Regions from separate parts of the Mus musculus genome. Here regions 2 and 3 are each linked to region 1. The links are chromatin contacts, called in public HiChIP or PLAC-seq maps. All regions are on one chromosome and are shown on one strand. Each heading gives the region's core, a stretch centred on a gene start, on an enhancer-like site or on the middle of the called end of the contact. The rest is flanking DNA. Distances are from core to core; before and after follow the strand shown. Region 1 has its middle 49 kb from the start of Gm39724. Region 2 has its middle 16 kb from the start of Gm34130. Region 3 has its middle 24 kb from the start of Hhipl2.

Evidence for each region. HiChIP or PLAC-seq counts read pairs in DNA pulled down with a chosen protein or histone mark.
Region 2: a FOXA1 HiChIP or PLAC-seq map of pancreatic cancer cells shows a contact between it and region 1. The contact joins two enhancer-like sites. A contact is called at or near these places in 2 of 39 promoter capture datasets (the 3T3-L1 cell line and liver), 3 of 484 Hi-C or Micro-C datasets (adipose-derived mesenchymal stem cells and embryonic fibroblasts) and 3 of 115 datasets of contacts at active chromatin or transcription factors (the NIH/3T3 cell line, bone marrow-derived macrophages and pancreatic cancer cells).
Region 3: a FOXA1 HiChIP or PLAC-seq map of pancreatic cancer cells shows a contact between it and region 1. The contact joins two enhancer-like sites. A contact is called at or near these places in 2 of 15 datasets of contacts at CTCF or cohesin (the NIH/3T3 cell line and embryonic stem cells), 5 of 484 Hi-C or Micro-C datasets (the HL-1 cell line, bone marrow-derived macrophages, embryonic stem cells and 1 more) and 3 of 115 datasets of contacts at active chromatin or transcription factors (bone marrow-derived macrophages, fibro-adipogenic progenitors and pancreatic cancer cells).

The regions. Positions count from the first base shown.
Region 1 is chr1:183,678,352-183,682,354 of GRCm38.p6, reverse strand. No RefSeq gene overlaps it. Among named protein-coding and RNA genes, the nearest start is that of Gm39724, 49 kb to the right of the region's middle. Within about 2 kb of position 2,239, at least 51 of the 459 cell types and tissues checked have an H3K27ac peak or open chromatin away from gene starts, as enhancers often do. A contact at or near this core is called in the HL-1 cell line, the NIH/3T3 cell line and pancreatic cancer cells, where this site is marked.
Region 2 is chr1:183,919,492-183,923,494 of GRCm38.p6, reverse strand. No RefSeq gene overlaps it. Among named protein-coding and RNA genes, the nearest start is that of Gm34130, 16 kb to the left of the region's middle. Within about 2 kb of position 2,019, at least 43 of the 459 cell types and tissues checked have an H3K27ac peak or open chromatin away from gene starts, as enhancers often do. A contact at or near this core is called in the NIH/3T3 cell line and pancreatic cancer cells, where this site is marked.
Region 3 is chr1:183,440,379-183,444,381 of GRCm38.p6, reverse strand. No RefSeq gene overlaps it. Among named protein-coding and RNA genes, the nearest start is that of Hhipl2, 24 kb to the right of the region's middle. Within about 2 kb of position 2,186, at least 48 of the 459 cell types and tissues checked have an H3K27ac peak or open chromatin away from gene starts, as enhancers often do. A contact at or near this core is called in the HL-1 cell line, the NIH/3T3 cell line and pancreatic cancer cells, where this site is marked.

The sequences.
Region 1 (4,003 bases), core at 990-3,489:
TCTGCAGGCAGCAGAAGGAGACTATGTGACACACTGGGCATAGCTTGAGCATAGGAGATGTCAAAGCCTGCCTCCACAGTGACACACTTCCTCCAACAAGGCCACACCTTCTAATAGTGCCACTCCTTGAAGGAGGGAACTCACATGAGCTGCCGTGATGATGGAAGAAACTGAGATGAAGACAATTCAGAGTCTGTCTGGCGTGAATAGAATAATCTCTATGTTCACCTATGAGCAGTTCCAGAAGCTAAGAAAGTACTTCCAGATAGACTGGTTCCCTAAGGAGGCAATTCTGCAGGCCTTGGCTGAGGAACTCAAACTGCCCAAAGAAGTCATCAGCTACTGGTTCTTCAAGCAGCGTCAAAGAGAGATGAGGCACAGGCAGTTTTTGAAGGGCTACAAGGGTTGGATAACACGCTGTCGTCACTACTGTACAACAAGAAGGACCACCAGGCAGAAGAACTCCGAGGAGTGCTCTCAGAATGACCCTGGACTCCCCGAAGCGTTGGAAGCCTTGAAGAGTCTCAAGCTCTCTTCTGGGTACCAAAGCAGAGATGCAATGTCACAGGATTTCTGACTTTTCAACTTCCTTGTTGGGGCAGGGGTCTGTTGGGATTTATGTCTATGGAAGAAGGTACATTAATAATAATGCTTGCATTCATAGAATCGATTAAAAAAATGAACCAAGCATTCAAGCACGTGAGTCTGTGGGGGCCATACCTATTCAAACCACCACACCAGCATAAAGTATAAACAAATGAAAGACTATAGAATATACACAGAAGCAAAAAAATTAAAATTAAAATTTTAAAAAAATTTTTTAAAAAGGACACTTAATACATTCTCCAGAAGTGGACAATAGACACCAGCAGGAAGACAGCTTTTTCTCTATAGCCAATGACTGACAGCATTTCAGTGCTAAAGATTATCCATCATTATCAAAGCTGCTGTGACAGAGCGGACCTTCGCCTGGGAGTCCAAAATGGAGTCCCTATTACTCTGTGATGAGCCTTGATTTTCATTTTATCTTTCTATTATACATCTATCCTCTTTCACTTAGAACAAAGAGATCTTCCACCTTCCATTTGCCTCACTAGCACCTAGGCCTGGCTTTGCATGTGTCTACTACAGCTGGGAGAAAGTGGTTTTCAAACCAGGACCGATGGCATTGTGTCCGGAGTCCACGGGAAACCCAGACAAGTCCAAGAATTGCAAAGTCCACTGCAACTCCCAAAAGAGTCTTTTATTGTTCCACATTGGAACTCGGATTGCCTGCCTCGAACTCACTGAGTGAATGCTGGCAAGCAACCCTGAGTTCAGAAAACACTGGGTTTATATACGGTATAGTTATGAATGTTCACAGAAAAGGGGAGTAAAGGGCTGTAATCATTTGGTGGAAAGGTACAGAAGTGGGAGGGGGTTAATGGGTGTCTGTTCAGGGACTAACTTCATAGCCAGTCATAACTGTCTCTGACCTGACCTCTGATTTCCCTTGAGCTTGTGATTTTTCTAAGGTCTCAAGGACAAGCACCCTGAAGAGTTCGGCTGTTTATCAAGAGTGTTGGAGACAAAAAGGCGGGGAGGATGTCTCAAGCTGTCCCCTCAAAATGTCTTCATTTAGGGGGAGTTTGATGGGTAGTGCCATTCTAACAATAGGGGAGGGGCCAAGGAGGAGTAGGCTTGCTGCAGGGGTGGGATGGTGGTGGTGGTGGCAGGGAACACAGAGGCAAACTGTACACACACTCAAGTCTCTCTAGTATCATTAATTTGGGGGTTACAACAATGGCAAGTTGGTGGCATGAAGGGAATCTGCACTTTGGGATGGGACCACTTTTTGTGCAGATGTTTCTATAACCCCAGACTCTCTACAGGACACTGCATGAGGGTAAGGTGGGAAAGCAGATCTCTTCTAAAGGAAACAGTTTTGTCTGTCAATCCCAGTTAAGATCGTTTCTGAGGCCTGCACTGCAGTTCTGTTTACTCTTCCCATGTATAAAATAGCTTTAATTTGAAATTACAAGTAAGAACACAAACCACAGGAATGTAGCACAGGCATTGTCACGCTTAGGAGGTAAGTAGAAAGACAGCCAGGAAGAATCCCGAGTCACCAAGCTCCAGTGAAATCAAAACGAAGTTGGGTGCGAGAGAGCGCTAGAAAAAACGTTAAGATTTCCTGCAAGTGGCTCCTCCTCACACCACACCACCAAATACTTAAGCTGTGATGCAAGCTGATAACATTTGGCACTCGCAGGGGTTTCTCAGTTTTGCAGTTTCCATGCAAACTCTGATTAATCCTGACAGTGCTCCTCAGAGAGCTGCTGGCCTGGAGCCAGACGAAGTGTGCGCGCCCTCACGTTGATTGCATAAGTTCACACAACAACCAATCCTTCTCTCCACAATTTCCCATCATCCATGGCTTAAATTCTCATGACAGATTTTAGGCAAACTCGCCTCTTCAAACTGTCCCTCTGTTCAAACTGTCTCCAGCCCCAACCCCAGGATCATGTCTCCCCTCGGAGTTCACTGGCTTCGGTTTTATATTCAAACATATTCCAGGATTCCCATCTGAGCCCGAAGAAAGTTTAATGGTCCCTGACTCCAACATTCTCCTGTGTGGGCATAAACCTCCATTTGTGTTCATAGAGTGATAGTACAACTACCCATCCTTCATCGCCTTTCCCTCCCTCAAAATAAGAAAATTGAGGCAAAACCAAACACTCAAAAAAAAAAAAAAAAAAAACTATTTGTTCACTAAAAGAAAAAATAGGAAACTCAGGAGACCTAAAACACAGCTCTGTCTCACTGTCACTGTGACTGGGATGAAGCACCCTGACAAATAGGGAAGATTTGTGTCTTACAACTTCAGGTTACTGTTTATCATTGAAGTTAGGGAGGCAGGAGCTTGAGATAGCCAGTCATGTCATATATACGGCAAAGACCAGGGAAAACTAGACACAGTCACACTGCCAGCTTGCTCTATTCAGCTAGCTTTCTTTACTTGTACAGTCCAGCCTATAAATGATGCCACCTCCACTTAGGGTGTTCCTTCCCAAACTTTGCTAACCAAAGCAATCAAGATAACCCCCCAGAGACATGCCCACGGGCCAATCTGATCAAGGCAATTTCTCCTTCAGGCTCCCTTCCCACGTGCTTCTAGGTTGTGACATGTTGATGTTTTTTTTGGTTTTTTTTTTTTTTTTTGGTTTTTTTTTTTATTACGTATTTTCCTCAATTACATTTCCAATGCTATCCCAAAAGTCCCCCATACCCTCCCCCCCCCCCACTTCCCTACCCACTCATTCCCATATTTTGGCCCTGGCATTCCCCTGTACTGGGGCATATAAAGTTTGTGTGTCCAATGGGCCTCTCTTTCCAGTGATGGCCGACTAGGCCATCTTTTGATACATATGCAGCTAGAGTCAAGAGCTCTGGGGTACTGGTTAGTTCATAATGTTGTTGCACCTACAGGGTTGCAGATCTCTTTAGCTCCTTAGATACTTTCTCTAGCTCCTCCATTGGGGGCCCTGTGATCCATCCAATAGCTGACTGTGAGCATCCACTTGTCCCACCATTCCTCAAGGAAAGTTTAAAACTCAAGTGAGGTGTCCTTATTTGTAAAACACTAGACCATCTATGTTTAAATATATAAGTCAGATCTTCTATCACCACTTACTAACAAAGAGAAAGATAAATGCGTAGTTGTATTAAATCACTGGTGAGGGAGGGAAGGTGCCTAGTGAGTAAGAGCTATCGGTGTACAAGCATGAGAACATGAGTTCAAATCCCCAGCACTCAGGTAAAGAGTTGGTCACAGCCATACATACCTACAACCCCAGCAGTATCAGGGGCAGAAATAAGAAAATCAGTGAATCTCGCAGACTCCCAGCCAAGTTAAGTGGAAGAGCCTGTCTCAAAAGGAATAGAGTGAGAGGTATCAGAAGAAGACACCTGACACACTGTCCTCTAGCCTCTACAAGGAGGCCATGTAAGTATTCCCACACAC
Region 2 (4,003 bases), core at 770-3,269, 240 kb before region 1:
ATCAAGTAAATTAAAACATGGGTCTAGAAACCATAAATTATATTAGCTGTCCTAAGGAAGTAACAGAATATGATTGTGGGCCTGGCTATTATGGCTGTGGGTAAATAAGAAACAGAAAACAGAACAGAAAGGAGCTTTTGGCCTTCCCTCTTGTTAATGTGCAGTGGAACAAGTCACCACTGCCTAATGCTAAGCAGGACTAACTCCCAATGGTCTATACCATGAGGATAGATTGTCTGCCACTCAGATGGAGACTCAGAGGGGACCCCTCTAAACTGCAGAAGCTTCAAATGGAATTAGGACCTACGACTGCTTAGCTTAGAGCAAGATAAATGCAAGCTTGAAGCAGAGTGAAGGTAGTTTGCTGTCTTCAGATGGTAAATGGTTAATATAGGGAAGGAGGATTCTATTTATTTTACTTGGAACCAGATAAGAAAGTGGTGACTGCCAGAATAGAAGTTATAGGCAGGTCCAAATTCAACAAAAATAGTGTTCTAGTCATCAGGATTGTGTACCAAGAGAGGCAGAGTTCATAAAGCAGCCTTACCAATGGAATCCCCAAGGGATTCTAACCCCACCACTCACATTCTACTCCTTATATGAAAATGAGAACTATATCATCTATCTTTCCATCTGTCTGCCTATCTATCTACGGTCTATCTACCTATCTATCTATCTATCTATCTATCTATCTATCTATCTATCTACCTATCGTTTTTCTTTGTGTCAACCTATTGATACTTCATATATCTATGATTTTCTATCTATCATCTGTGCATCTATGATCTATCTATCTGTCTGTCTGTCTGTGTCTCTGTCTGTTTTCTCTTTGTTCATGGGCTGCTGTATTAGCCCAATTGCTGAAGATTCCTGTTGCCAAGTTTGACATTCTGAATTTGAATTTCTGGACTGATATGGTGGAAGAAGAGAATCCACTCCCAGAGGTGTTCTCTGACTCTGCACGCACGCACACACACACACACACACACACACACACACACACTCCATATAACTCCAAGTATCTCTCTATCCCTTTATAAGCAGAACCAGCATAAGAACCAGTCTGAAGGGCTCCTGGTACAGCTCATTTGAAATTTGTTCCAAACTCAACATTTTCTGGAATTGAACTTAAATAGATATGTGTGTGTGTGTGTGTGTGTGTGTGTGTGTGTGTGTGTGTGTGTGTTAGACATTTACTTTTTGCAGGGCTGAAGATAAAACCCATGGTATTCTCTATCCTATGCAGACCCTCTACCATAGAATTGTATTTTCAACCTAACAATATTTATGTCCAAGGAATGTTATGAAAATTTAACTAAGAGCACACCACCTTTAAACAGTGATAGGCCACAGAGACATCTGGAGAGGGCCTAGTGATGTCCTTCCTTACCTGGAAGATATAGAAATCCGATGAGAACTAAGGAACTTTGTCCACTCTTAGGCTTTATTGTTATTATGGAAGCCAGAATAATCTAAACTACCATTTTGTCACTCTGAGTGTTTCTCAGGAGAGGTGTCTTAGTGGAATAGCTGTACTGTATCCATTATGGGGAAGGGAACATCATGATGTCCAGATAAGTGTTTTCAATAGGTAAGTGTTATCTATATATGGCTGGATGGACCATTTCATAGAAAATGTGACAATTTATGCTCCACACAACTCCAAGCATCTCCTTATCTTTCTCTATGTAGAATCAGCACAAGAAACAGGGTGAATGTTTCCCAAGCTGACTCATTTAAAACTTGTTTCAAATTCAACATTCTCTGCAATTGAACTTCATTAAATAGAACTCACGTTTAATTGGAACATAGTTGCCAATTAAGAGCCAAGAATCCATAGAATTGACTGCTCTTTAAATATAGGTTATCTCAGCAAGCTAATAGTTCTTTTATGGTGATTCCATACTGAGCAGACATTAAATTGTGGCTCAAATAACAGAACAAACAAACAGTGTGTGGGCCTCTGAGTATTATTGTGATTATGCTATATGAGTAATAAGTCATATTTGAGAACATTAGTCATGACTGGCTCTGAGTATTTCCTAAGCAGTCGGTCTGGGAGCCAGGATAAACAAGCCCTGGTATGTTTTCTGTCTTTTGCATTTGCTCATACACAAGGACTATGGGAAAATTATTGCATCCCTGGATGTTTGAGCTGCTCACGTACATATGTTTGCTGCTTTTGTTATTTAGAAGTCTGGGGTGTATATGGAGGTCTAAAACCCAGTGTGAATCTCAACTAATTTTTTTCAGGCAGAAACATGAAGACCTTCATGGGTACGGCTGCAAAATGATTGGCACAAGGTTTGGAACAAGAGGTAAGAGAGCCGTGTTTTCTCCTTCTTTGTTTAGGTGTATGCTGTTGAAGTATTTTCATAAGGGTCTAGAGATGATTCAGTGGTTAAAAGCATCAGCTGGTCTCCCAGAGGACGCAGGTTCAATTCCCAGTTTCTCACATGGTGGCTCATAACCATCTGTAACTCCAGTTCTAGGGCACACATACACAGACACACATGTAAGCAAAACACTCATACATATATGGAAAGAAAACACTTTCAACTTTTTAAAGATGGGAAAAATAACAAGAGAAAATATAAGGCAAGGAAAAAACCCTTCTCATACACATAAAATTAAATCAAACTAATTAGATAAATGAATAGAGAGACTGTTTAGGTGAGGGAGAACCTGGCAGAATCATTTTTTTTTATGGAAAGTTCTAGGATAACTCAGTGAGAGTAAAATAAACAGGTGAAGAAATTCAGGTAGAAGATGAAAGAATCTCAAGGAAAAGTGGGCAGTAGGAGAAAGGCCACACTCCAGATACAGACCCAAGGTAGAAATAATAGGACTGATTGTCCCATTGCTTGTGCAGAAGGAGGGTTGATCCCAGCGTTGAGGCTGATCATGATGCCAGGAAGGTGGCGGCGCTAACTGGAATGGAGGATCAGAGCACAAGGATCCAGTTTTGGAGAGTTGATTTTGTTCTAGACTCACCGTGTTTGAAGTTCTTTATAGGTTAGCTCAAGCTAATAGACAGACGTATCCCATAAAAGTGTGGCTCTGACACATAAGCTGTATGGCACAGCAGAGGTTTTGATTTGGGAGTCATTTAAGGCCCATATTGCAATGGGTGGCCCCCAATTCAACAGAAATCTCCTAAACCTCTTTATCAAATGTAAAATTACTTTACTTTCTAATGGGATCTCCTCAAGTCCCTGGAGAAAGGGACATCACATTGTCCTTTTCTTCTATATGTTTTAAAAATTAACTAAAATCTAAGATTGACCTTCTGATTAACAGAACGTGAGCCTCCTCAAATGCCCACATCCCAATCTATAGAAGTTGTGAACATGTATGCTTATTGGGAGAGAGGTCACAGTTGTGGTTGAGTTGAGGACTCTAAGAGAAGGACCATGAAATATTATCTGGCTCCACCCAACCTAATCACCAGGTCCTTACACATAGAGTAACTTTCCTGGCTATCTCTGGTTATAGAGATGAGAGGATGCTCAGAGAGATACAACCCTACTGGATTTACAGATAGAAGAAGGGACCACAAGCCATTAGATGTGGATGGCTTCTAGACATGAAAACATCAAAGGTGCGAATTTCCCAATAGAGCGTCCAGATAGGAATGCAGCACACCAGCACCCTGATCTTAGCCAGTGAGATCTGTTAGGCTTTGCTTGGATGACAATATAAAATGTCCCTCAGAGGCTCCTGTGTTGACTGATTTGAGAGTTTATGGACCTTAGGAATTGAAGGCTTGCTGCAAGAACTAGATCATTAAGAGGAGGTCCTTGGGGTTTATGTTGCTGACTTTCCTCAATGCTGGACAAAACAACTTTCAAAAGCAACTTAGGAAGGGGAAGTATGGCTGTGGTTTCATGCTTCAAGGGATTAGAGTATTAGGTGCAGGAACTTGAGGTGGCTGGCTATTTTCATCAATATTCAGAAAACTGAGCACAAAACACAGTGGTGTTCTTCTTGCATTCTCCATATC
Region 3 (4,003 bases), core at 937-3,436, 240 kb after region 1:
ACCAACCCAGCACCCAACTGCAGCCAGCATCTTCCTGTGACCCTGCTCAGTCCTTCCTGCAGCTAAAAGCACTGAAGTCAAATCTCCCTCCCCCACCCTCTGCCTCTCTGACACCTCAGTCCAGAGGCTCAAGACCATGACTTTTCAGACCTAGATCTGTGCTTGGGCAACCGCAGGCAGTCCATTTAAGCTCTTCCACACTAAGAAGTTAATTTGGGGAGTACTCATTTCTCAGACTTTTACACATTTGTATGTGTAAGGATCAGCAGGGTAGAAAAGGCCTGTTTTCATGTCTTCCTGAAGGCAGACACCCCACTTTTGTTTCTGCACAGAGCATGTCCTCAGTGCCCTGAAGGTAACACGGTGTAAAATCAGTATTCCAGAGATGAGAGAAGAATCAGATGAATGGGAGCTACATCCCACGACAAGGGATGCAAACTCCCACGTGGGTCCTGCTTATAACTTTATCCCTACATGAAAGTGAGCCACCTGGGCACTTATTGCCCACAAGGCATAAAAAAAGAAACTCTGTTTGCTAGAACAGAGGTCTTGAGGGTCCACGCTAATGTGAGGTGACCTGGGGAATAGCATCCCACAGCCAGGTTGCCAGTATCTCCAGCTGGAAGCTGCACTGTTGGGTAGAGCTGAGATCCACAAGCATCATCAATTTATAGAGGCTTCCATTATGATCATTCATGAAGCAACGTGTGTCATCTGCAGAAGAAGATCTGTATGCTGTTGTGGAACTCAAATTTACTGATTCCTTTATTCGGGTCTATAAATTCTGGTTATCGATTGTCCTACTGACTTACTGCTTTCTCGGGCCTGTGACCAGTGGCTCTTCAGAAACTCCTGGGAACAGGGAGTGATATACACCCAAAGGTCACCCACATATTTAAGAAACAAAATTCTTTGCTTGGGAGCACTGTCTTCTAGGCACGACATGGTAATTACATGTCTGAGCTCACAGCCGTTGTGATGACCTACACCGGACAAGGCCATCAGCATCTTAGGAGGGAAGAGGGGCTCTAGAGACCCAACTCCTCTCTGAGGAGCTCTGAGCAGCTCATGGCTACTGGGGGAAGGGAAAACACTTTCTTCAGTGGTGTGACCAACACTAAGTTGCCTGTGTTCCAGTAAACAACCTTTCATCCTCTAAGCATCCTAGTGAAATGCACCGGGCCAACGGCAACAAAAAACAACATGAAAGTTGAAAGGGGGGAGTGGGTGTTAGGAAGAGGGAGGGGACCAGGTTGGATGGGGTGGGAACAAGAGAGAGTGAATATAGCAGATGCTTTAGATGTGTGTATGGAAATACAGTGAAACTATTATGTATAATTAATATATTATTATGTTACTATGTATAATTGATATATTCCTACCACCCTGCTGTGTCTTTAGCCCGCCATCTTTCTCCTCCCCTTTCTTTCTGTCAAATCTGTGCTATAATGATCGGGTATTTGACTCTCTCAAAATACCAGAACCTGCTCTGCCCCATTTTCCAGGAACATAGTTCTCAATATCGGGGAGACTCTTCTGCACCATTTCAACCTGCTATTCGGGGTCCTTTTTCTTGAGTCTTTTGCTCAGTCCCCAGGCAAGGAAGCAGAAACCATTATCCAGAAATAGCCTGATCACGTTAAATCTTTAAGTCTACTAAACGGTCGCAAGCTGGGGTCCCAGCATCAGCACTGACAGCGAAAACAGGGGCCTGGGTGACAAAGCCCTTCCCTCTGAACTGTCACCACAGAATACTGTCCCTGCTGGATCGCATTCTTAGGGCCGGTACGGCCAGCACCAGATGGCTCAGATTCACCTGTGAAGCCAGGCCTGCTGAGAGACTTCATCTACGTTTGTGTTTTGATCCTTTGGAATCTGCAACCAGAGCCCCTGGCAGCAAACGTCCTTCTCCGCCAGTTCAAGCAAGAAAATGTACCTGCCGTGGTCGTGCTTGCTTCACTAGGCTGCTGACTTATTTTAAGAACTAAATCTCTCCTGTTACTCTATTTTCCTCTCTCAGGAGGAGTGTGTGAGCTCCAAGACTGATTTGCAGCCAGGGCAGGCAATCTCTTATGTGGTGACCTAGCGCCACCTACTGACTACTCACTTAACTGCAGCCAAGAGGACAACGAGGTCCTCTTGTAAGGAAAGTTTTCTCCGAATTCTTCTCTACTTACTCACCAGACTTTGCCTGGCAGTCTTGTGCTGTGCCCTTTTTATCTTTAATGTAAACAAGCGACGACTGTGTCACCAACAAGGAAGCTGGGCGAGTTCTTCACTTGCCAGCCCTGCCCCACCCTTTCTCCTTAGCAGCTGTTGCTTACAAATGATGAACTCAAGGCAGAGAAGCCGATGTGGTCTCCAGGTGTCCCCAGCACAGACACGGAGAGAGGTGGCCCTCTTGTCTTTATTTAGCCTTCCTGACCATGGTCTCTGAACTTGGAGTACAAGAATATTCTCCCAGTACTCTGCTCTTCACGTGCAAGAAAGAGGTAGAAGGTGTTTTCCACGGTAGCCTCTCAACACTTACTCAAAATAGAAGTCTTATTTCTAATAGATGCAGATGTCTCTCTTATGCTCAGGCTCACACCAGGGGCAGCTTATAAAAGCAGATACCATACAAGCTTATACACATATGCAGGAAGTGCTGCTGATTGGCTGATTTGGGTCAAAGCTCATTTTGGCTAACTATACAGAGCAGTTCTAACTAACCTCTGTTGTGCTCAGTTTCCAAGAGCAAAGAATTTAAGAGAATATGCAATCAACTTGCACATAAGGAAGTTTCCTTATAATACTAGTAACAGCGCAAAATGGCAGGCTAGCCACGTAAGAGTTACTTAGGCTTAACGTTATACCTAGGCCTTAACATTCCATCTAGCCCTTCAGTTCTACCTAGTCCTTATCAGTTCAAATGCATCCTCTGGTCTCCACATGTATGGCACTGCTATCAAAGGAAATTTAAAAAATACATGATCATGAGAGAAAAAACAAAAGAGAATAGATAGGCTTCTGGACAGGCGGCCTCTACAGCCCTTGCTGATGCTCTGTCGCTGCATGAAGCCCGAGCTGGTTCAGCACTGCCAGCTCCAGACTTCCAGTGCCTTACAGATATGTAGAGACTGAGATTTCTTGACCTTGGCACCACTGGGTCAAAGCGGTCTGTGTTACTGTGAAGCTGTCTGCTCACCACAAGCATCTAACAGTACCCCTATCTTTTGCTGAGGAAATGCCAGTCGCAACCCCAACCCCCGACTCCATCCTGTTACAACTATCAAAGTGTCTGCAGGTATTGCCATTGTTTCCCTGGGCTGGGAGGTGCAAAACCACCCCTGATTGAAAACCCTGGGTCTGGAGCTCAGGTTCCCAAGCTTGAATGTAAAATGATCCCCATAGTCTCGTGTATTTAAACGTTTGGTCCCAGTAGGTGGCGCTGTTTGGGGATATATATATATCAGGAGGATTCTGCATGGGTGAATAACGCTGCCCCCAGAAGACGTAAGTTATAAATAATGATCTCAGAGCCAGGCAGGCAATCCCTCCCTGTGAGTTATGGTTAAGGGGGCCCCCAGAGGCACCCGGCACAACACAGGCTGCTGCCATTGCTCTTGGTTGCCCTCCAGAACTAGATGGTGAGACCCCATTACCGAAGGTACCTCTCCCTTATGATGCACAACATAGAGAAACAACCCGAGCTGGCCAGGGAACTCTGCTGGCTTAGCTTACCCAGGCCAGAGGTCCTGTGCCAGTCTCTGGAGGAGAAAAGTCACCAGCAGTCTTACACAGCTGTGATCCTCACTGCACTGACCTGGTGGCTGGAAGTGCTCGCTGGAATTTAGAGACATGACAGCTAAGCAGGTAACCAACCGTTCTCAGGTCGGATGTGAGGCCTGCTCCACAGAAGGAAATTCATCCTTGACATCCTTGGTGCTGTAAACCCGGTCAAAAGCCCAAGACTGAGGCGATCACAGGCCTGTCTAGGGGTTGTGGGCTACCTGCTGCTGCT